Linked DNA regions of Sus scrofa: region 1 is linked to region 2. Evidence: chromatin contacts called from public HiChIP or PLAC-seq data. All regions are on one chromosome and are shown on one strand. Each heading gives the region's core, a stretch centred on a gene start, on an enhancer-like site or on the middle of the called end of the contact. The rest is flanking DNA. Distances are from core to core; before and after follow the strand shown. Region 1 has its middle 450 kb from the start of RGS18. Region 2 has its middle 300 kb from the start of RGS18.

Region 1 (6,530 bases), core at 929-3,428, 150 kb after region 2:
GGTGTATGATCCTTCTAATGTGTTGTTAAATTTAGTTTACTAATATTTTGTTGAGGATTTTTGCATCTGTAGTTATCAGGTACATTGGCCCATTGTTTTCTCATAGTACCTGTATCCTGTTTTGGGATGAGGTAGTTTTGGTCTCATGAAATAATTTTTGGAGTATTCCCTCCTCTTCAGTTATTTTAAAGTTTGATTAATTTTTCTTTACATGTTTGGCAGAATTAATTTTTCTTTACATGTTTGGTAGAATTCACCATGGATACCATTGGGTCCTGGGCTTTCCTTCAGTGGAAAATCTTTGATTACCAATTAAATCTCCTTACTTGATATCTGTCTGTTCAGATATTCTATTTCTTCATAATTCAGCCCTGGTAAGTTTTATATTTCTTGGAACTTAGCCATTTCTTTTCAACTAAATAATTTGTGGGAATGTAATTTTTCATAGTAGTCTCTTACAGTCCTTTTTATGTGTTAACAGCTATGAAATCTCTGCTTTAATTTCTATTTTTTTAGTGTTCCCTGTTTTTTATTGTACAGTTAATGTTTTCTCCATTTTTGTATCTTTTACAAAAAAAATTGTGGTTTTATTTTTTCTATTTTTTTCTGCTCTGATCTTTGTTATTTCCTTCCTTATGCTAACTTTGGACTGATTTTTTTCTAGTTTCTTGAAATGTAAAGTTATATTGCTTTTTGGGATCTTTGTTTTTTCTTAATGTAAGCGTTGATCACATAAACTTATAGAATCACTTTTTTTTTCTTTTTTTTTTTTTTGTCTTTTTAGGGTTGGAGCCATGGCTTATGGGGGTTCCCAGGCTAGGGGTCTAATCGGAGCTGTAGCCTCTGACCTACACCACAGCCACAGCAATGCAGATCCAAGCCGTGTCTGTAACCTACACCACAGCTCATTGCAACGCCAGCTCCTTAACCCACTGAGCAAGGCCAGGGATTGAACTTGCAACCTCATGGTTCCTAGTCAGATTTGTTAACCACTGAGCTGCGACAGGAACTCCTAGAGTCACTTTTACTGTATCCTTTAAGTTTTAGTATGTTGCATTTTCATTTTTTTCTATTTCAAGATACTTTTTAACATCCCTTTGGATTTCTTATTTGACACATTGTTTCTGAATTTTCCAGTTTCTCTTCTTGATTTCTAGTTACATATTTTTGTGGTTAGAAAAACTAGCTCGTATAATTTCTGACTTTTTAATTTGCTAAGTCTTGTTTTGTGATCTATCATCTGACATACCCTGGAGAATGTTTCTTGTGTGCTTAAGAAGAATGTGTATGCTGCCATTGTTGGATGGAACGTTCTGTATGTGTCTGCTAGGTCTATAGTATACAAGGTATAAATCAAGTCCAACATTTTCTTGTATTGATTTTCTCTCTGAATGATCTATCCATTGTTGAAAACAGGGTAGTGCCGTCCCCTCCTTTTACTGTAGTGTTGTCTATTTCTCCCTTAAGTTAGTCACATTTGCTTGATATATTTAGGCACTCTGGTGTTGGGTGCTTTCTTCTTCTGGGCCAAGAATATTTTGCAGATTGTTTTCTCTTGATGGTATTCCACTGATCACATAGGCTTTCTTCAACCTCTTTCATTTTTTTTTCTTCTCTGACTGAACAATTTAAAAGGTCCTGGCTTGTAATTCATAGATTATTTTATGCTTGATCTATTCTAATTTTGGTGCTCTCTATTGCATTTAAAATTTTATCATTGTATTCCTCAGTTACAGAATTTCTCTTTGGTTCTTTGATTTCTGACTTTTTAAAAAAAATGTCTCATTTTGTCTGTGTGTTGTTTGTCTAATTTTGTTGAGAGGTCCTTCTGTGTTTTCTTATAGCTTATTGAGAGTCCATAAAGAAACTATTTTGAATTATTTGTCTGATAAATTGCAGGTCTCCATCTCTTTTGGGGTGGCTGCTGGAGGGCTCCTGTGATTCTTTGGTGGTTTCATGTTTCTTTTAGTTTTATACTCATTGAAGTCTTTAATTGCTGCCTTTTCATTTGAAGTAGGAGTTTCTTCCTACCATCTTTACTGACTGACTTGGGAGTAACAATAAATTCCATCAGTTCTGCTAGATGTTCTGAGGCTTTCTCAAACTCTATAGATTGCCTGCTCTACTCTCTTGCTCCCTCTGGTGGCAGAATCCTAAGCTCCTGTGCCTTCACTTGATCTTTGCAGAGCATGATGCCAGGTGCTGGCAGTCTTCATTTTGTTTTCCCTAGAGGGATGCTAAGGTTCGGGTCTGTGGTTTCTCTCTGGCCTGCAGATTTGAGCTCGCGTTGTGCAGGTGCTCACTAGCCATCTGCTGAAGCTCATTCTTACTGTCATTGGGAGCACACATAGGGAGTCAGCCACAGGGAGTGGGGTGTGTGAGGTCTGTGGAGCTCTGGGGGTGCCCATGAGCCCATCAGAAGGGTTTGTACAAAGCCTCCCAGGGGCTGAAGGGCAGGCTTTCATGAACTTCACTGTATTGTTAGTAGGATCCAAGTCTAATGCCCTCCACATGTCCTGTCTGCCACTCTTCCTTCTGCCTTCAGCTTCCCAGTTATGCTCATAGCTTAGTACTGTGGATGGGACAAGAGAGAGAAATCAGCCTCTTTGGCAGTGTCCTGCACAACAGGGCAGTCCAGGTACTCACATGCTGTCAGTTTCTTCTGCTGGGGAAATGTGAGCTTAGAAGGTCTCTCTTGCACTCAGATGTGCTGTCTTGGGAGAGGAAGGACATTGCTACAATCAAATTCTCTCTCTTATACTCTTCATAATTTTTTTTGTTGTGATGTTGTTTTGTAACTTCCTGCTGGACTCTAGGCTTCTACAGAAGCACTCATCCCTCGGAGATTGTTAAGACATTATTCCCCAGGGGCTCCCAGACCATGGCTGGGAAGGGCTAGAGCCAATTCATCGACCACTGTGTGGTCCACAGCCAGGAATGAGGTCTGTTTGATCATTACCTGATGCACAGGTGGACAAGGCTCTTTTGGAATGCCTTGGCATATGGTCTTGGATCTCACAGTTTCCACAAAAGCATTTTACCTATGGAAAGATGCCAAATTGTTGTTGAGAGGGGAATAGCAGCGAGAGATGTCTCATTTGACTATTTTGCTGAGTCACTTTTTCCAGCTTTCTAATCCATCCTTATTTGTGAATAGTAATGTTACCTACCACAGGAGTTCCCTGGTTGTCTAGTGGTTAAGGATTCAGCATTGTCACGGCTATGGCTTGGGTTTGATCCCTAGCCCAGGAACTTCTGTATGCAACAGGCATGGCAAACAAACAAAAATAAACCCAACAACAACCCTTCTCCCTCAAAAAAAGAAACAAAACCAAGTCATGTCATCTACCACAATCAACTGATCACATGCAGTTTCACTCATCTCCAAAATGGAAATTGGACACAACTGAACAGTTTGTTCTTTAGCTTATTTCTCTTGGCAATATCTTACGTACAGCTAGAGACACACAAGTAACAGTTTCAATATGCTAGCTAGTTTCCTGACTAAATCTACAGTATTTTAAATATGCATATTCAAATTCCAATTTACCTTAGGCAACATTTTTGCCAATATTTTTGCTTTTGAGCACATAGGTCACCTTTTGTCTAGTTTGTGATAGAAGTTTCACCATTGCTTTCCCAGCCTCTTCTTAAGACCAGCCCTAATGCCAGGTACTGGTTTTTTGTATTATTTATTTATTTCTTTATACCAAATGACACCAAGACTTAATGGCTTAAAATCACAACTGGATATCTTTATACTGATTTCAGAACAGAAAGGGCAAGAGCAAAAGCCCCCATTTGGAAGTCAAACAACTTGACTTAAATGGATTCTGTTTTTTTTTTTTCTTTCTTTTTTTGGCTTTTTGCCTTTTCTAGGGCTGCTCCTGTGGGCATATGGAGGTTCCCAGGCTAAGGGTCGAATCAGAGCTGTAGCCGCTGGCCTACACCACAGCCACAGCAAAGTGGGATCCAAGCCATGTCTGCAACCTACACCATAGCTCACAGCAACGTAGGATCCTTAACCCATTGAGCAAAGCCAGGGATCGAACCCACAAACTCATGGTTCCTAGTCAGATTTGTTAACCACTGGGCCACAATGGGAACTCCTGGATTCTGTTGATAAAAGCAAGTTAAATGGCTAGCTAAGATTTAAGTGGTAGGAAATTGGACCTCCCTGCTTGGTAGCACTTGGTAGAGTTCTAGTTAGTCTTTGTCATTTAAAGTTCTGCTCTTTTGTATGTTCACATTCAGGACTGACTGAATCTTTTATTCTGAGCATTCTTAAATTCTGAGATCTCTCCATTCCCTTTAATTCTTGCTTGCAACTGGTTAATAATTTTTTGTGCTTTTAACTTTGGAGTAACTTTCAAATGTTACCCATGAGTAATCAACTCATGCTGCCAACATTGTTTGCCTCACTTCTTTTCGAAAGTGAAATGCTCATTAAGTCAATTATCTATGACCTGGTTTATCATGTATAGTGGTTTTATCTTATTTTACCATGTATTATAGGGATTCACATTGTCCTGGCCTTCAAAACAGTTGTCTTGCTCTCATTGTGTAAAGCAGAATTCATGGCACATATTTCAGAATTTTTGCTGTAGCTTCACATAGTCCTGATTCACATGTCTACGTCTGTCAGAATCAGCTGTAGCAAGGAATATATTAAAAATCTCGGTGACTTCTAAGAGTGGGGTTTCTCACTCATGCTATCTATCATTCATGTGTCAAAGCGCTCTGCTTTTCAAGGTCACTATGGGATGCAGACAGACGATAAGGCATTTTGTGATTCCATGATCTTTAGAGAAGAGAGAACATGAGAAACCAAATAACCAAATGCTGACTCTTTAAGCTTCGGCCATAAAGTGACACATATAACTTTTGCTAACATATGACGAAAACTCTCTTACTGCTTGTGGTGCCTTAATTATTGTTATTATTTTTACTGTCATAAGAAGGAAGAGAAGAAAGATCTTGGAAAGATGTTTGATGACCATGCCCTTCTTGCTGTCTAGGCTTTTCAAAGCAAAAATGATTTTGTAAGAAGCCTTTCTTTGGTTATGATGTTATCCCTAAGTTACTGAAAAACTTTAGGCCTTAAATATAAATCATTTTATAATAATAATAACAATAGCAGTTTGATTACGAACACAGATTTTATGTCAATATAAAACTGAAATTGGCTTATAGTTATGTTTTCACATAATGAAGGTATTAATTTTGACTCAAATCTTTTAAATTTTTTTTTTTTGTCTTTTTTGTCTTTTTTTTGTTGTTGTTTTGTTGTTGTTGTTGTTGTTGTTGCTATTTCTTGGGCCGCTCCCGCGGCATGTGGAGGTTCCCAGGCTAGGGGTTGAATTGCAGCTGTAGCCACCGGCCTACACCAGAGCCACAGCAACGCGGGATCCGAGCCGCGTCTGCAACCTATACCACAGCTCACGGCAACGCCGGATCGTTAACCCACTGAGCAAGGGCAGGGACCGAACCCGCAACCTCATGGTTCGTAGTCGGATTCGTTAACCACTGCACCATGACGGGAACTCCAGACTCAAATCTTAAACCCTGAATGTCTTTTACCATTGAGATACTTGACCAGTCAATCTGAAAATGATTTTATTCTCTTTGTTCCTGGCTTCTTGGAAAAAGCTTCCATGGCTGTCTCTAGTAGGGAAGAGATGAAGAAATACTGGGATCAGTGGCCAGCTCTCTGGGAAGGCCCCGCAGTCTGAGCTACTATTAGTGAATCCACGGTTGGTATATGCAGAAGAGCTGTGTCTTTGCTGCTCAGTTAAGAAAAGATCCAGCCACCCCAGAATTCCCCAAATCCAGCCTTTTTATTTATATGACTGTAACTCTCCTACAAACACCTTTAACAAAAGACTTTCCCCTCTTCTTGATTAAATAAAGCCAGTTTGTGCTACCTTTTCATAACTGATCAGCTGTTCCTAAATCCAAAATGCACTGAAAACCGTTTTTTTCTTAATGAAATTATTTGGCAGTAAAACCCAACATAAATTGACGTGAGGTTATTTATATCTTTATTCATCCCACTTAGCATGGAGATTCAAGGATTACTCACTGCAGAGAGAGTAATGTGTTTGATGATAAGATAACGCAGGCACTCCCCTGGGAGACTAACGTAGTATTTGGAATCTGCATCATTTGGCTTCTCCTTTTTTTTTGTTTTTGTTTTTTGTTTTTTGTTTTGTTTTTTCGTCTTTTTAGGGCTGCACCCAAAGCCTATGGAGGTTCCCAGGCTAGGGGTTGAATTGGAGCTGTAGCCACTGGCCTATGCCACAGCCACAGTCATGCCAGATCCCAGCCGTGTCTGCGACCGACACCACAGCTCACGGCAATGCAGGATCCTTAACCCACTGAGTGAGGCCAGGGATCGAACCTGTGTCCTCATGGATGCTACTCAGATTTGTTTCCGCTGAGCCATGACAGGAACTCATTTTGCTTCTTTAACACTTCAAAAATTACGTATTTCAGAAATCGCTGTCCTAAAGTTTGACTATGATGCAAAT
Region 2 (6,387 bases), core at 3,532-6,031:
TTCTTACTGTATCCCCACACATTTTCATACATTGAATTTTCATTTTCACTAATTTAATATATTTTTAATGTATTTTGGAGAATATTTTTTGATCCATATGTAACTGAGGAGTAAGCTAGCTAGTTAATCTCCAAGTATTTGGGGACTTTTCAGCTATCTTTCTCTTATTTATTATTTATTTATTTATTTTTATAATTTATTTATTTATAATTTATTTATATAATTTATTACTAATTTCTATTGTGGTTTACGAGATACTTTATGTAATTTCTACACTTCAAATTTTGTTTGAATGTGTTTGGCCTCGTGTGGACTGAATTGGTAAATACTCCATCTGATTTTTAGAGGAATGTATTGGAATGTGCTGCTGTTGGATAAAGTATTCTATAAACGTCAATTGTATTTGTTGATTAGTAGTGCTATTCGGGTCAATTGCATCCTACTGATTTTCTGTTTGATCTGTCAACTACTATAAGAGAAATAATGAAATTGCCAACCATGAACGGTGGATTTGTCTATTTCTCCTTGTAGAGCTATCATTTTTTGTCTCCTATATTTTCTTTAATCTAGAGTGTGCTTTGTCTGAATTTAAGATCACTTCTCCAGTTTCTTTGGGTTACTGTCAACATGGTATATCTTTGTCCATCTTTTTACTGTTAACCTGAATCTTTAAAGTGGATTTATTGTTGTGAACATATAGCAGGGTATTGTTTATTTGATTTCTATCTTGTGTATTTGTTTTGTATTTTATATATTTTTAATCTACTTTGGAAATGTCTTTTAATGGGTATTATGTAGGTCATTCTAATTTAAAGTAATTTTTGATAAAGCTGGATTAATAGCTAGCATGTTTAAAAAAAAAATCTTGTAGTAAAATGCACCTTATAGAAAATTTGAACATCTGAATCCTTTTAAGTGTATAGGTTAGTAGTGTTATATATATTCTCATTGTTGTGCAAAGTTCTCTAGAACTTCTTAATCTTCCAAAGCTGAAACTTCCTATCCATCAAACAATACTGTCCATCTCCACTGTACCCAGACCCTGGCAACCAGCATTCTACTTTGTATTTCTATTGATTCGATGACTCTAGATATCTCATATAAGTGAAAAAATACTGTATTTATCTTCTCGTGATGAATTTATTTCACTTAGCATAATCTCCTCTGTTAGCCATGTTGCCGCATTTGCGAGAATTTCCTTCCTTTTAAAGGCTAATTAACATTCCACTGTATGTATATGCCCCATTTTTGTTTTTTCATTCATCTATGAAAGGATTCTTGGGTTCCTTCTACGTCTTGGCTACTGTGAACAGTGCTTCTATGACTATGCATGTACAAATATCTGAGACCCCGCTCTCAGTTCTTTTGGATATTTGCGCAGAACTGGAATTTTGGGATCATGTGGTAATTCCATTTGTAATTTTTTTGAAAAATTGCCCTACTCTTTTGCACAGTGGCTTCACCATTTCACATTCCCACCAATTGCATACAGGGGTTCCAAACTCTCCTCGTAGTCACTAATCCTTGTTAGTAGCCATCCAAGTGGGTGTGAGGTGGTATTTGTAGTGTTGATAGTAGTATTTCCATTATGATTAGTGATGTTGAGCATCTATTAGTATGTTTGGTGGTCATTTGTGTATCTCTTTGGAGACATGTCTGTTCAAATCCTTTGCCTGTTTCTGAACTGGGTTGTGTTTTGCTGCATTTTAGGTTTTCTCTATATATTCTAGATACTGTGTCTTTATCCAATATATGATTTGAAAATACTTTTCCCATTCTATGGACTCCCATTTTACTTGGTTTATAGTGCCCTTTGATGCATGAAACGTTTTAATTTTGAAGTTCAATTAGTCTATTTTTTTGTTACCTATGCCTTTAGTGTCATATCCAAGGAATTATTGCCAAATAAAATGTCAGGAAGCTTTTTCCCTGTGTCTTCTTTTAAAGCTTTACATATTATGTTTAGATCTTAGACCCATTTTGAGTTATCTTTTATTTTTTTTAAGTGCTGCACCCATGGCATATGGAAGTTCCCCAGCTAGAGGTTGAATCGGAGCTACAGCTGCTGGCCTACACCGCAGCCATGGCAACGCAGGATCCAGGATCCGAGCTGCATCCATGACCTACACCAGAGGTCACAGCAAGGCCGGATCCCCAACACACTGAGGCCAGGGGTTGAACCTGCATCCTCATGGATACAACTTGGATTCAATTCCACTGCAACACAATGGGAGCTCCCCATTTTGAGTTAATTTCTGTATCTCATATAAAGTAAGGTTCCAACCTCATTCTTATGCATGTGGAAACATTTCCCTACATCATTTGTTGAAGAATTTCTACTGTGTCTTGAGCTATTTGCATTTCATCTGTATTTGTTTTTTCCCCCTCTATCATTTTCTGTCTTCTTTGTTTTGGGTACTTCATAAAATAACACTTTTAGGTTCTTTCTTATCATATCATTGATACTTTGAAAATTTGTTAGAACTTTCCCTGCAATTTGAGATATATGTGTATATATAGTTTATTATATTATTACTATAATAATAGTTAACTAATACTAACTAATGATAAATATATATAAAATATATATATTAACTGATAATAATTTTCCTTCAAATAAGTTATTTTTCTTTAAGTATAGTACAAGTATCTTAAAAGAGTTTTCTCAGCAGCTCCCTCCTTCCCCTTTGGACATTTCAGTCATTCATTTTATTTATCCATACACTATAATCATTCAATACACTGTTGTTATAAGCAGTTGTCTTCTTGATTCACAATAACAATTCTGAAGGACTTTTTTAAATTTTTCTTTCGGGACAGATTTGCTGACCATGAACTCCCTGTATGTCCTACTTTTTCATTAAGATTAACTATAGGGGGTTGAAATGAGGTCTTCCCTCTGCTAGATATCCTCCTGCCAATTCTCCCTCTTCTTACATAAGATGCCATTTGCATGATTTATTTAACTGCGTAATTGAATAAGGCGGTAATGATGGATTTTTGAGTACAAAAAACTAATTTATTATGGGGAAAAAAATGCCAGAATTAGAACATGAACGTCCCTGGAGAATATCTGTAAAGGAATACTATCTTATTAATTTATTTCATTATCTCAAATAAAGATTTTGGTGCTGTGGGAATAGAGCACTGAAAATCCTGTAAAGAATCAAAGGGAGAAAACGCTTTTTTTCCTAGACTAGGAAATGAATCATCACTTGTCCTTAAGTGCCTATATTTTAGAATAAGCAAAAGGTAAAATTAAAAAAAAAAAGATTTAGTATTGAATAAATGTGTACTTAAAGCACAAGATAAAGAAATAGGTTGAGAAGAAAAGAAAAAGACGGGGAATAAATTAATATAGTTACAGTAAGACAGTTAATATAAGCAAAGTCTCTAAAAAGGGAAAAGGATACTAAGTACACTCTAAGATGAGGCAAATGAATCTTACTCAAAAGTATATGTAAGAAATAGAAGGAAAGGTAAGTCACCAGATACTTTGTTCCTATTTAATCTCAACCAAGACCAAACGTAAAACACATACAAGAGTGAAGATACAATTGTGAAAAAAAGAATCCAAAATTTTAAAGATAAAAACACAAAACTCAAGATACTTTTAAGACATAAGACAATTTAAAATGTATGCTTTAAGAAAAAAAAAAAAAAAAAAGACTGTAGGATAATGAAAATGTTACCAGCTCAGATTCTTACCAGAAAGACGGTGAATGGAAAAATAGTAACTGCAGAGAGCTGTTCAACATGTAAAAGTGAGAATGAGGCAAGAGTCAGACAGCAGGTTGATAACCTATAGGCCCTCATGCTTATTGTCGTCAGTGGTTTGCAGTTGACTACGGTAGGATCTGAAGGGTGAGATTCTTCTGAGGAAAGGCAAGAAAAGTGAAGGCGCGGGGACTGGAAAGCCTGCTCTGTCTGCTTAATGAGAGCAGAACCCACGCTCTCAGGCTTCCAGGAGGAGTGTGGGCTTGGGTACGTCTGTGGCGTGTTTGAGCATCACAGACTCCAGACAACCTGTTCATTAATCAGTATAGAGACTGCAGACTTCGTGGTTTCAGGTTTCCATTTTTGTTCAAATGTCATGTAATTTTTCATGTGAATCAAGTAAATAGAAAAAGAAAAAAATAGAAAAGTGTGTCCCTAAAATGATGAGTAAGAACCAGGAAAATAGGCTCATAAAATGGTGACAATTACTGTGCCATGTCTCATGAAATTGACTTTCTTCAGAGCAACATTTCACAAATGGACCTTTTTTTAGTAAAAGGAGGTGACTGACAGTTGTTTGCTCCCAGTGCATCTCACGCTGGTTTTCTAAGAACACCAGGGTCCTGTGTAGCGAACTCCCACTGTTCCTGCGGTAAGTGGCCACGATGCTGAGGCTTGACTGCCCCTCCAGTGGCGCCGACTTCCTTCCAGTGATGGCTCGCACGTGTGGCTGAACGTGTTTGCGATTATAAACTAAGTGATTCTTAAAGAAATAACTCTTCCACGACAAATGTGTGACGATTAACTACGCCCAGAGCTCTGCTCAGCACGTTACGAACTTCCCAACTTCAGCTTGATTTCTCTGCTGGATCCTCCCTGCGAGAATAAACAGCCAGACTGGACCATTTAATAGCCTTTCCTCACCAGTCTGATTGCTGATGACAGGATGTGGGATGAGATGTTTCAGGAAGAGTCAGAGACTTTTGACCCTTTTACGGCTGTTTTCTGGCCTCTTACTTAAATGATTTGTGAGTTATGCTCTCCGTTGAAACAGGGAGTGGTTGTGCAAGAGAGTACTGTTGACACACTTGGAAGTGACTAAATGAGCCAAGTATGGGTTCAGGAGGAGGCCTCTGGAGTCAAAGCGTTTTGTCCAAAAGGCTTTGCTCAGGAGGGCACCTGCCATTAAGCTGTTCATTCACTGAGTGGTTTTCTGCTCCTTATTTTCTGTTTGTCAATCACCGTACGCTATAGTGAAGCACGCAGCTCCGTAGCATGGAGTGTGCGTTTAGTTTTCTCAATAAAAGCTGTCCTCTCGGGCTGGGATTTGTGAAAAGTCTCTGGTGAGACATCATGGCAAAGGGTATAAGAACATGAGTTTTTGGCCCTTTCTTTTCCATTTCCTCACACCGACCTCAACTTAGCCAATAATAGGTTAAGCATAAGCTATGATTTCAATAATATTACCACAGAAAATGCTATGTTGAAATACATCTATCTTAACCAAAATGTTTTAATTTTTTAATATTGAGCAACTACTCATCTACACTCTTGAAAGTTTTTTATTTTTCTCCCACCGACTTGCCTGAATTATATCAACCATTTATTTATTTATTGACTGAGGCTGCGCCTGTGGCAGCAACTCTTTTTGAACAATAGTTTAAACGATTAATTTAAAATGCTGTTTCTGTTGAGTGATTTTTGTGTTTCTAAAGTAATTACGGAAAAGTAAATTATTTTTTGAAAAAGATACTTGTACAGTCATCAAGTCCCCACGTACTATTTTTGTATTGGTGCAAATGGCCAGTGGTAAAATTCTTTCTCCGTTGCTTTCTATATCAGCATGTCCCCATTCCCAACAAGGGTAATCATTATCTGTGCTGGCCGCTTCTAATCTTGCCCTGAGTTTTCCTCTTCGGTAGCCACTTGTGATTCTCTTCTTTTTTTATTTATTGTATATTTCTCATTGTTTCTTCTCACAGAATATCGCTTTCACAGGAGTATTCTTACTATGTCAATATGTCGGTGTGGTTTTTCTCTTGACCGGGCAGCTTAGTCTTTTTGCTGGAACAGTGGACATAAGAAACGAGCAGAATCATAAGGCAATTTGTGTACTTTAAAACATTGTTTTCTTTCAAAAACACAGAAGCATCTAGTGTATAAACGTACTGTTGAATGGATACTCAAAGGGTGAACACATCTGTTGGAGCATCCCTCAATAAATGCACCTGAAGCCACCTTGACGCCCTCTCTCAACTACTCTCCTCCCTTTCCCCAAGCTGAACAGCACGCATCACAGTGTACTTTTAACAACTTTTTATGCGCGGGAATGTAATAACATGTTATCTTATGTCTTTTTTGACTCATTATTTTATTGGAAATTAGTCTACAGACATACTTTGTATGCCATGGTGGGTCATTCATCGTTGTTGCCCTAAAACATTCCGTTGCATGAATGTACTATAATGTATTTATGTATCCTGTGATCGATAAGTGGCTGGGTTTCCAGTTTTGAGCTGTTTTCTAATAATGCTATTATAAACCCCGAGGGCTTATATTTTGATGTGCAGGTGCATATAATTCTGTGACACACTTGGGAGCACAGTTGCTATGTTACAAGCTAGGCATTTCTTCAGCTCTCGTGAGCAGTGTCAAAACGTCTTCCAAAGT

The links. HiChIP or PLAC-seq counts read pairs in DNA pulled down with a chosen protein or histone mark.
Region 1: an H3K27ac HiChIP or PLAC-seq map of alveolar macrophages shows a contact between it and region 2. The contact joins two enhancer-like sites. A contact is called at or near these places in 1 of 47 Hi-C or Micro-C datasets (adipocytes) and 1 of 2 datasets of contacts at active chromatin or transcription factors (alveolar macrophages).

What each region holds. Positions count from the first base shown.
Region 1 is chr10:1,990,628-1,997,157 of Sscrofa11.1, forward strand. No RefSeq gene overlaps it. Among named protein-coding and RNA genes, the nearest start is that of RGS18, 450 kb to the left of the region's middle. Within about 2 kb of position 2,179, at least 3 of the 83 cell types and tissues checked have an H3K27ac peak or open chromatin away from gene starts, as enhancers often do. A contact at or near this core is called in alveolar macrophages, where this site is marked.
Region 2 is chr10:1,840,225-1,846,611 of Sscrofa11.1, forward strand. No RefSeq gene overlaps it. Among named protein-coding and RNA genes, the nearest start is that of RGS18, 300 kb to the left of the region's middle. Within about 2 kb of position 4,782, at least 5 of the 83 cell types and tissues checked have an H3K27ac peak or open chromatin away from gene starts, as enhancers often do. A contact at or near this core is called in alveolar macrophages, where this site is marked.